Linked DNA regions of Ovis canadensis: region 2 is linked to region 1. A link is a contact called in public Hi-C data. All regions are on one chromosome and are shown on one strand. Each heading gives the region's core, a stretch centred on a gene start, on an enhancer-like site or on the middle of the called end of the contact. The rest is flanking DNA. Distances are from core to core; before and after follow the strand shown. Region 1 holds the start of RNF212B (ring finger protein 212B). Region 2 holds the start of AJUBA (ajuba LIM protein).

The links. A called contact is a pair of places that touch in the nucleus more often than the background predicts.
Region 2: a contact with region 1 is called in a Hi-C map of lung, with 4 times the contacts expected there. The contact joins the promoter of AJUBA here to the promoter of RNF212B in region 1. A contact is called at or near these places in 2 of 2 Hi-C or Micro-C datasets (fibroblasts and lung).

What each region holds. Positions count from the first base shown.
Region 1 is chr7:34,004,505-34,009,723 of ARS-UI_OviCan_v2, forward strand. RNF212B (ring finger protein 212B) reads right to left here and starts at 3,057. Exons shown (of 14, transcript XM_069597735.1): 1 at 2,957-3,057. It overlaps SLC7A8 (solute carrier family 7 member 8), which reads left to right and starts at 3,149. Exons shown (of 12, transcript XM_069597726.1): 1 at 3,149-3,448; 2 at 3,865-4,048. The coding sequence starts at 3,907.
Region 2 is chr7:34,185,269-34,190,487 of ARS-UI_OviCan_v2, forward strand. AJUBA (ajuba LIM protein) reads left to right here and starts at 3,242. Exons shown (of 8, transcript XM_069595735.1): 1 at 3,242-5,219. The coding sequence starts at 4,784. LOC138443412 (a long non-coding RNA gene) reads right to left here. Exons shown (of 2, transcript XR_011258134.1): 1 at 4,340-5,219. It overlaps C7H14orf93 (chromosome 7 C14orf93 homolog), which reads left to right. Exons shown (of 8, transcript XM_069595738.1): 8 at 226-964. The coding sequence ends at 645.

The DNA of each region.
Region 1 (5,219 bases), core at 1,807-4,306:
GAAGGTGCGAGAAGAGTGGATTGGGAGCATGGACTGTGAGTTCTCTCCAGAAAGAGATTTGGGTCCTCTTTTAGCGACCTCAGACTTCACAGCTCGGCTACAAGGAACAAGAATAAAATGCTTGTCCAGAAAAAGAAGTCAAGAGAATTCCCTGGTGGTCCAGTGGTCCAGGGGCTTTCATTGCCATGGCCCAGGTTTGATCCCTGGCCAGGGAACTGAAATCATGAAAGCCATGCAACAAGGCAAAAAAAAAAAAAAGTCAGAAATGGAGTGAATGTGCTTTGTGCTCTACTGCTCTGCATTAACAGTTACTTCTTATCTGTTGTTTTGAAAGGGGAATACTGAAACATGGCTTTTGTTCCACTATTACACAAGTAGTGTCCCCCATGCTATACCCCTCTTTGTGCAGTAGATGTCAGCCTCACACAGCCTTTCTCTTCCTAACTGCAGATTCCTAAGAAAACTACCCTCTTACCCATCCTTTCCCTGGGTAAAAAGATTAATTTCTTCTCATCTTAAGCATGAAAAACAATAGTAAACAGTGACCCAGTAAACAGTGATTCTGGAACCAGAGTTGTATTAAAGTACCTGGAAAGGACTGTGGGACTATGGGAAAAGGGTACAAGTAGAGGAGTAGGGGACAGGTTAAAACCTGTGGGTCTCACTGAACAAATATCAGGTGTGATATCAAGGTGGAGCTCTGGCACAGTTGTGATAACAACCCAAGAAGATTTGGACATGGCCCTGATCAAAGGTCTTCGTCTCTCTCAGGTGGAAGAAGCTGAGGAATCAGCAAGTAGCTGCAGTGTCCTGGGAAAAGATCTCAGTGTAAACCATTTGATATCCTGTCTGTCCAAAGGTGCCCTATCTTTGTCCTCAGATAAGACATTTCTCCGAGCCTCAGCTTCCTAATCTTTAAAAGAGGAAAAAATAATAGTCTTGTCTACCCATAGTATTTAATGAGAAAAAAAAAAGTCAAGATATTGTGCAGAAAACAGTTTGTAGATAATGTATTATTTAAATATGGATAGTAGATTCAAAGTTATAAAGGCAAATGTACATTAGTTATGAATAAAGAAGAATTCAGTGCTCAAAATTGAACCTTCAGTTAATTATTCTTACAGATTTTTCTCAACATATCACAGGAAGACTTTTCTTTCTCTCCTGAGTTCCATGTTAGCCATGTGGAATTTTGACACACTTAGGATTTATTTCACAAAAAGATCCCAACCTGGAGGGAGCCATATAATATACATGAATGGTCTTGTGGAGGGAGAAGGGGTGGAGATTCCTTTTCTAGCTTTCACATTATATCATTAGTAGATAATCATAAGCCACTTATAACCTTCAAGTGCAAAAAAAATAGAAATATTAATCTTCAACAACCCTTCTTTCCAATTGAGTGTGCTTAATTGCATTCCATGCTTGTATTTGATCCCATTCCTCTTTTAGCTTCTTAGTTCATAAATTGAGATGGCTAAAGCTTACCTTATTGTGGTCAGTTAGCACCAGTTTAGGCAAGAGACCTTGAATTCATCATATTTTTATTTTATCTCATACTAAATCTACACCTTTTGAATTGAAACATTACTGAAAGAATTCATATTTGTAAGCAGAAAGATTGGTTTATACCTTGATGTTGAAATTTGAGCAGACGTTTCAAAATGAAAGAATTGATACTCTCGGATGTCATGAGGAAAGGCCAAAAGCAATTCAAATTTTTTTCATTTCTCATGACTCATCCCCTTCTGTGAAGTTTTGGGCTATATATTCCTTGCCTTGTCTGTTCTCTGCTCCTTTTGTTAAGAAAAAAAATCCTTTTTGCATCACTACCCCCCACCTTTTTTTTTTTTTTTTGCTGAGGCTTTCAATTTATTGTATCATGAACTGCAGAAGGAGAAGCAGTTGAACTCTCAACCTTTGAAACCTCTTAATACTTGCTGAGTGGTCAAGGGAAGAAGTGGAAAAGATTGTTGATTGGACTTTACCCCATTTGGAAAAGACCTTCCTACAGCAGCTCAACCATCCCCACTTTAAGGAAATTAAGTATTTACTTTTCTTAAAATTCAAAATTTTTTGGAACATTCTGCAGAAAGTGAGGCCAAGTTCCCACACTTAGTGTCAACTTGGGAACTTTCTTTTTAGACCCACTTTAAACTCAAGTGCTTTTGCATAATGTATATAACACATTTTCAAAATAATTTCATTTTAGATTTATACTTTTGTCTGCTATATTGCTTTCTGCTGTTTTTTCAGAGTACTTTGCAATTATATAGACGTCATTGCTCTCACCTCAGGCAGGAGTTTCTGGGTAGAATTCTTCACAGAAAACTAGATACAATATCAATATGGAAGTAAGTCATCTCTTAACATCAACAATCTGCTTCATGATCAGAGAGGTGCTGATAATAACTCCCCACCTCCTCTCTGGTCTGCCCTTCTAATAATTTCATTATGCAAAACATAATATTAGAAGCTATAAAAGGCCCATTCCACCAGATTTTGTGTCATTTTTTTCCTGGGACCAGGGTTGAGGTCTTTTTTTTTTTTTCCCTGTTTCATCTAACACTAAATATTAGTAAGAGATGTGATCACTAAGGCCACCATTTCTTCCGGGTACTTCTGTTTCCACTGTACTCTTCAAGGCTGCTCACAATTATACTAAATGAACCTCTTTTCCACTAGTCTTAATTCTTTCCATTCCCCTTTCCCACCCCCGATTTCCTCCTATTTTCAGATACTCGAAGATAACGTTCCTACTGCCTTCTCTCCTTCAAATCTTCCAGACATAAATATTTTAATACATTCGCCACTGTATTTCTGATGGCATTGAAGAGTCTGCACAACCGGTCCCTTATTTATAAAGCCCACGTCTGCTGAATGACCTGTAATGCTATACTAGCTCCTGGACTCTCCCGAACAGTCGACCTGGGAGGATTTTACTTCCACTACTTACAAAGAGAAAGATGGAGACAAGGGAGAAGATCGACTAAAGAGAAATCTTTTCATCCATCTTGTCGGTGATCTTTGGGGACTGTGTGCTGCTATTTACATTGAACAGGAGGGAGGAGACGGAGGATGGAGAGCAACGCTGGAGGTGGGAGGCGGAGCTAGCCCAGCACTTAAAACCCCTCGCTAAAAGGGAAGCACGTTCGTTTGTGCTAGAGGCACTCTCCTGGAACCACCAGGGATGGCGCGGGCTGTGCCCTGAGGACTGACGGAGATCGGAAGGAGGAAAACAAGGACAAGAAAACGAGCGAGACCGAAGAGGACCTCTGGAGAAAGCGGAAGGCAGGAGACGCGAGGGGGAAGGAACCCACGCCAGGTGGAAACAGGACCCGGAGCAAATCGGTCAGGTCCGCTGAAAGAGAAGAAAGTACCGGAGGATTGCCTTTTTCCCTTTCAGTTAATGAAAACTACTTTTATCCTCATAAAAGGATAAAGGGAGGTAAAGACAATCTCTGTTTTCTTAGGGGGATAGCTGAGGGAAATCCAGACTACCTCTTTGAAGCTCTGAAATAAGCCACTGCCTGGTACACAGCGCAAAACGGTCCTGGTTTCTGAAGGATACATCCCTTTCAGGAGAATTCCAGCCGGAGTAGCTGGGGCAGTTCTATTTTTACATTTAAATGTCTGTGTCTCTCCCCCTTGCCCCCATTTTAACAACACTTTCCTTGTTTGTAAGCACGTGTGACAAGAAAGTGTCAAGACGGAATAGGAATATTTTCATCTTTCGCTTTTATCTGCCTGGGTCTTTTATTTATTTATTTATTTAAGAGGGTAGGAGTGGTCCTTACGATGGAAAAGGACGTTTCCATTTGAAAGGCTCTCTCTCTAAATATATTTACACCCATATGCATTTAGAAAGAGAGATCCCTTTCGGAGGTTGAAATCCTATTGAGAAACATGGAAAAAGGAGCCAGGCACCGGAACAACACTGAAAAGAACCACCCAGGTGGGAGCGAGTCGCAGGAGGCGGATTCTGGAGGGGGCGGAGTGGCCCTGAAGAAAGAGATTGGATTGGTCAGTGCTTGTGCTATCATTGTAGGTGAGTCCAATTCCTTTTCCCACCGACCATTCCTCCTTGTCTGGAGGTCCTCTAGTAGAACCTTAATCCCTCAGTCCCCCAGCCCCGCAAAGCACTGTTTCTGTGTCCTGCTCCCTTAGAAAAGGGTTGTCATTCACCTGTGCTTTCGCCTGCACGAACGGATTAAGTTTGAGAGGTATAGGAAGTGTTGTATATCATACATCTCTTCTCCCAAACCAGTCAGTTCTGTCCAGTGTTTGGGGAATGGAGCACTTAAGGGACACACTCCTGGCTGATGGTCAGTGTTGCCTGCAAGCTTGTTGAAAATATAGGTCTCTGGACTCTGCACTGAAAGGTTGATTCCAGTGATTTAACGTAGGACTGGGGAACCTAGATTTTTAACAGGCTTTTCTGCAGCCATCTCCTTAACAGGCTGTGGATTGGCTTTTGAGACATATTTAGGAGCTATTTGGTTTTACTTTATATGAGACTATGGGTCTAGGGGGTGTGTAATAAAAATAGCCAAAACAGCAGTATAAGGATGCCTTGCCTTTCTCTAGCTTTCCCATCTTATCCAGCACTTCCTCTTGTGAAGTAGATGTGACAGGGCTGTTATTCCCATTTCATGGGTGAGGAAATAAATTATGGAAGAAAAGAAGTGACAGATTGTACCTTTCTGTAATTGTGTAGTTGGCAGCTTCTCTCATTGCTTAGTGGAGTTGTGTAACATCTATGTCTCTTACCTCATGGAAGACCCTGTGAGGGTCTGAAGGGAAAGGGGAGTAATTAGAATGGTGAGTCTGGCTGAAGACTTTGAAACTGGGGAGGCTGAGTGTCCCCGAGAGTGCCAGTGCAGGCCACTCCAACCCTGTAACTGCACTCTACCAGGCAGGGGTCCTAAATATGGCCGTCTCTGGATAACACACAGTCCTCTTTCCAGAGAGCCCCTGTAGATGGATGCGCAATGGTTCAGTACTGCTTTTACTCCAGAAGGTGAGAGTTTCTTCTACTGTCTTTGGGAGAGGGCCTTACCTTTTCCCCAGAGAAAGGGGTACAGGACAGTCAGGCCAGATCGGTTTCTGTGCAGACTTCCTTTTGAAGGCTTGTCGTGTCCTGATGCCCACAGACCAGTTTCTCTGGATAACCCTATGGTCCTCATGGTAGCACAGAAGCATTTTGGCAACTAAGCAAT
Region 2 (5,219 bases), core at 1,992-4,491, 180 kb after region 1:
AACCCTAATAAGCCACAGTGGGAGGGTGTGGCCTCTGAGAACAGGATTGAGTGGAGGAGAAGGAAGACAGGAGCCAATTCTCTAAGATCTGATTTGGGTTCTCTTGGGAACTTAGTTCTCTCAGGCACAGATTTTTCACAGCTTTCCTCCTACCCAAACCCTTTCCCCAAACCTAATGTGTGGTTTGTTGCTCTTCCTAATCTCTGTCCTGGGCTCCTACCTTAGCTTTTTGCCAACCGATCCAGCATCATGAGGCATTTTGGCCCTGAGGACCAACGTCTATGGAAGGATGTGACAGAGGAGCTGATGTCAGATGAAGAGGACAGTCTTAATGAGCCAGGTGTCTGGGTGGCCCGGCCTCCCCGTTTCCGGGCCCAGCGCCTCACGCAGCTCTGCTACCACCTGGATGCCAACTCTAAGCATGGCACCAAAGCCAACCGTGTATATGGGCCTCCCTCAGACCGTTTGCCTTCTGCTGAGGCCCAGCTTCTTCCACCGGAACTTTATAATCCTAATTTCCAAGAAGAGGAGGATGAGGGAGGTGATGAGAATGGCCCTGTCTCCCCATCTTTTGACCAAGCCCACAAAACCTGCTGTCCTGACTTGAACTCATTCATTGAAATCAAGGTGGAAAAGGATGAGTGAGATCTAAAAGCAAGAATAACTCTGGCATCTGCCAAACCCCATGTCCCTGAATGGGGTGGCCACAGGGCTTCCCAAAATAACAAGATGTCCTCTGCAGTCTGAGGAAGCAAACCCGCCTCTCTTAACACAGTCTCCACTGGAAGTAGAAGCTAGCAGCTCTGGTGGGATAAAAGGACTTATTTTCATGGGGGAAAAACACCCCCAACTGTGAATGGCAAGCCAGAAAATGCTTATTCCTAAGCATAAACAGTGCCTCGGAGGAGCCTAGGATGAGAAAAGGAGGAGTATGGGTCAAAGAAACAGGCCTTCTTGACATGTGCCCTGGTCTCTGAGTTGTTTTTTCTGCTAGTTTTACTCAAAGCTCTGGGGAAGTAAGTGGCCCTGGTGGTAGCTTCGACTTCCCCCGATTGCTGGTCTTGCTCTGCAGTGGAGGCAGCACAGCGCCAGGCCGGGGTAATACTCCCACCTGGTGGACAGTCTCAGTCATGGACTTGATGCTTCTGAGCAGAGCACAAGCTCCGCGCCTATTTGGGAGTTGGGATCTAGAAGTAATAGCTTTTGTTTATTCAATTATATAAGGAAGCATTTATTATTCCTGCCTTACACATGAGGAAATTAAGGTTTAAAGAATTCCCCTGTCTCACCAACAGCTGCTTTCCCACCGTGTGACCAAGCAGTATATGCAGCTTGCTAGCTATTTCTTAGTTCTGTCAGCCAAACTGTATTTTGAAGAAGGTGTGTGTATGTGTGTTTGTGTATGCATAAGCACAAATTTAGAACATACACACAAACACAGAGAATGTGTGCATTTTTGGATAAACTGAGACGTAAACATGGCTTTCTCTTTGTTCAGTCAGTCATATAACATATGGACTGCTTACTAGGTGTCAGGTACTGTGCTAGGTGCTGTGGATACTCTGTTGAACAGGCTAGATGCTGAGCAGTTTTATCATCTAGTCAGGAAACCAGGCATTTAAGTAGGCAATGAAATGAACTATGATAAGTGTGATGATGGGGATGTGTGTGTACTATGGCTGTGTACCACAGGGGTAGCTAAACTTGCTCTGGTCTGGAAAGGCTTCTCAGAGGAGTGTTTAGACCGATGCTTGGAAGACGAGGAGAAGTTAACCAGGAAGGAAGAGGAGGCAGAGAGAGTGTTCCAAACCTAGGGAAACCAGCACGTACAGAAGTCCAGAGGCAAGAGAGAGCACAGACAAAGTGCAGTTCTGCTGCAGGAGGGGATGATGCCGAGAGAAGAGACTGAATGGGCAGACAGACTCTGTAAAATATATATTTTTGGCTATGCCACAGGGATTACAGGATTTGAACCTCCCCCGACCAGGGATGGAAACTGGGCCCTCAGCAGTGAGAGCATGGAGTCTTAACCACTGTCAGTGAATTTGCTCGTTGACAAGTTTTTAACAGGGAAATAAGATGATCAGTTTGTGTTTCTGAAGAATCACTTCACTTCAGTGTATACAATGGATGGGAAGGAGAGAAAGCCTAGGCAGGGAGACTTTTGCAGTGGTCCAGGAGAGAAAAGATGGTGGCCTGAGATATAGGCCATATACACATATATATAGGCCATATATACATATAGTAGCAATGAGGAAAGGACAGATTTGAAAGATATTTCAGAAGCAGAATTGATAAATGGTGATAGGATTCAGTTGGGTTTGAGGTTAAGGGAGGAAGACATAAGGTTGATATTCAGGTTTCTGGTGTAAGTAGCTAAGTGGTTAAAAAAAATGATATCATTCACTCAGGAAATGCTGGAGGAGCCAGTTTTGGGAGGCAGGGAAGGTGAGGTCAATTTAGAGTGTTGTGTGCCTTTGAGACAACCAAGTGAAGATGCTAGTCGTCAGCTGAGTTTTTTAAGTCCAAGAAGATCTGGGCTAGAGAGGTGGATTTGGGAATCACCAGTGTATATAGAGCTTAATTAAGGGCATGGACAGCAGGGCCTGTGGAGCTCCTAGCTGCAGCTCAGACTATGGAGTGTCTACTCCAAGGTAATGAGCACTACTGGAGCATACCCTGTCAGCACACCACCCCCTCCCCCATCTGTGTCTGCTTTCTGTTATCCCCTGAAAACACAGGTTGTTGATCCCAACTCTGTCCATTGCTGCACCACCAACTCCTGGATGGGCCTCCTTTAATGGCATGTCAACTTTTCATAAGATTTACTCTCCCATTCTAATCCCAGAGGAACGAAATTCACAAATATTGGAGGATGTAAGTAACTGGAAGGAAGAATCCAGTTTCTCCTTCCCCATGTGGAGATAGGAGAGGAGGGAGAACCTTCTGGTTGATCCTGAAGACATAGCTCACAGCCTGTTCTAGATGCAACCTGATAGCTCCCTTACTAATGCTTTCCTTCTCCCTGCTTCCAGTCTGAGAGCAAACTCTCCTCTGGATCAGAGAAAAGCTGTAGGCCTGATCTGGGAAACAGGCTGCTTTTCAGGAGAGATGAGGTCAGGGAGACAATACAGCTAGGACAAAGAAGCCTAATAGTTTGTGCCAAATTGATTTCCCCAAAGATATTAACCTCCTTTCTTTCTTCATTCCCTAAGGCTACACTAAGATTATAAAAGGTGTTCAAAATGTTGAGATGAAAATATATGCACGATTTGTTTGCATATCATTTTCATACTAATTTACTATCTAAATACAAAGGAGTCATTTCTTTCTCCGTTCCCCTCCCCCACGCCCCATGTGCTAGTCTGGGCAAAATCAGTTGGCTGATATTTAATTAGGTACATTCAGCTTCAGCCGTGGCTTCCTCTTTTCCTTATTCTTGATCCTCCAAGATCAGCTTCTTTTCCTTTTCCACCTTGATCATCTTCACTTGCTATCGCCTCTAAATGACTTTTTTTTTTCTTCTTCCCCTTAGGTTAGTACTTACTCTTGATCACCAGTCTCCTATGGGTCAACCAAGGGTGTTTGCTAACCCTCAAACCAGGCCTTCTATACCCAGTCACTTGCTATATTTGCTAAAAATCTCATTTCCCAACACCAGGGGGTGTCTATCTATCCTTCTATCTGTCCTACCCTGAAGGGAGAGATTAGTCCCCAGCCGTTTCCTCTCCTTTTTCACACACTAAGGCTCCCTCCCACCCATTACAGAGCTCTAGGTTCAGAGAGTTGTCTTTTTATCTCAGCTTATCTGTTTTTCTCTCATTCTCGCTGGATTTGCACGAATTTGTCACTTTCTAGGTCTATCCAGCCTTCCATCCCCGCACCACTCACGATCCCCTTTGGTCGTTTTCTCCTCTCCATACCTGTCTTCCACCACCTCTCTATATAAGCTTCCTCGCTTTGCTGGGCTCTTACGCGTCTCGCGTCTCTGAACCTCTCTATGTATCTGCCTTTCTTCCCTCTATCTCACGACAGGACTTCTGTATCAGTCCCTGCTCGTCTCTCCCACAGTTCCCACACTAGGAACAAAGTCACGGTGTTTGCGCAGAACAAGCCTCGCGTCGCCCGGTCTCGAATCGCGACATTCCACCGTGCCCCTCCGCGCATTCCAACTGCGAACAAAGAGTTCCCCTCCCCTCACCCACTTTTTCCTGTCCTAATTCTTGAGTGATGTAGTAGCAACTGCCTAAACTGCCCCCCGCCCTCCTTTCGCCTACAGCCGGCGGATCTCCAGCTCCGGTACACTTAGCACCAGCACCCGCACCCCCCCACCCCTTACCGGTGCACTGGATTCCTGCGCCGACACCCCTGTTCCTCTCGCGTTCGGCGCTCCGCCCTCCAGGAAAGTAGATCCGGCCAGGCAGACAAAAGTTTGGGAGAGAAGTTGAGTCGGTGCTGAGTGTGAGCGAGGGGGGCGGGGGCTGGGGAGAGTGGGGGCTGTTGGGCGAGTCTACGCGTGAACAGATAGACCTGCGGACGGGACAGCCGCGGCCGTAGGCCCTTCTAGCCCCGCTTAACCCCTGATGCGCGGGGGGACGAAACCCCTCTCGCTGGGGGATGCTGCGGGATTCTTGGCGCCGGGCATCCGGACCGCCCGCTAAACCCCTGTGCCTATCCTGTGCCCCTCGGGAACCGGAGTCCGGCCGCAGGGAAAGAGAAGCGGCAGCCGAGACGCTGCAGGGTGCCGGGCGGGGAGGGGGCTGGACGCCCCAGACCCGAGGGCATGGAGCGTTTAGGGGAGAAAGCCAGTCGCCTGCTGGAGAAGTTAAGACTCTCGGACTCCGGCAGCGCGAAGTTCGGCCGCAGAAAGGGTGAATCTAGCCGGTCTGGGTCTGATGGGACCCCCGGGCCGGGCAAGGGACGCCTGAGTGGGCTGGGGGGACCAAGGAAATCAGGGCCCCGTGGAGCTGCTGGGGGACCTGGGGATGAGCCGTTGGAGCCAGCCCTGGAGCAAGGCCCCTTGGAAGCTGAGCGGAACCCGCGCGGCTCCTTTGAGGTGCCGCGCTACGAAGGCTCCTTTCCGGGGGGACCGCCTCCCTCCCGGGCCTTGCCTCTACCTCAGTCGTTGCCCCCCGACTTTCGGCTGGAGACCACGGCCCCAGCCCTAAGCCCCCGCTCCAGTTTCGCCAGTAGCTCAGCCAGCGACGCGAGCAAGCCGT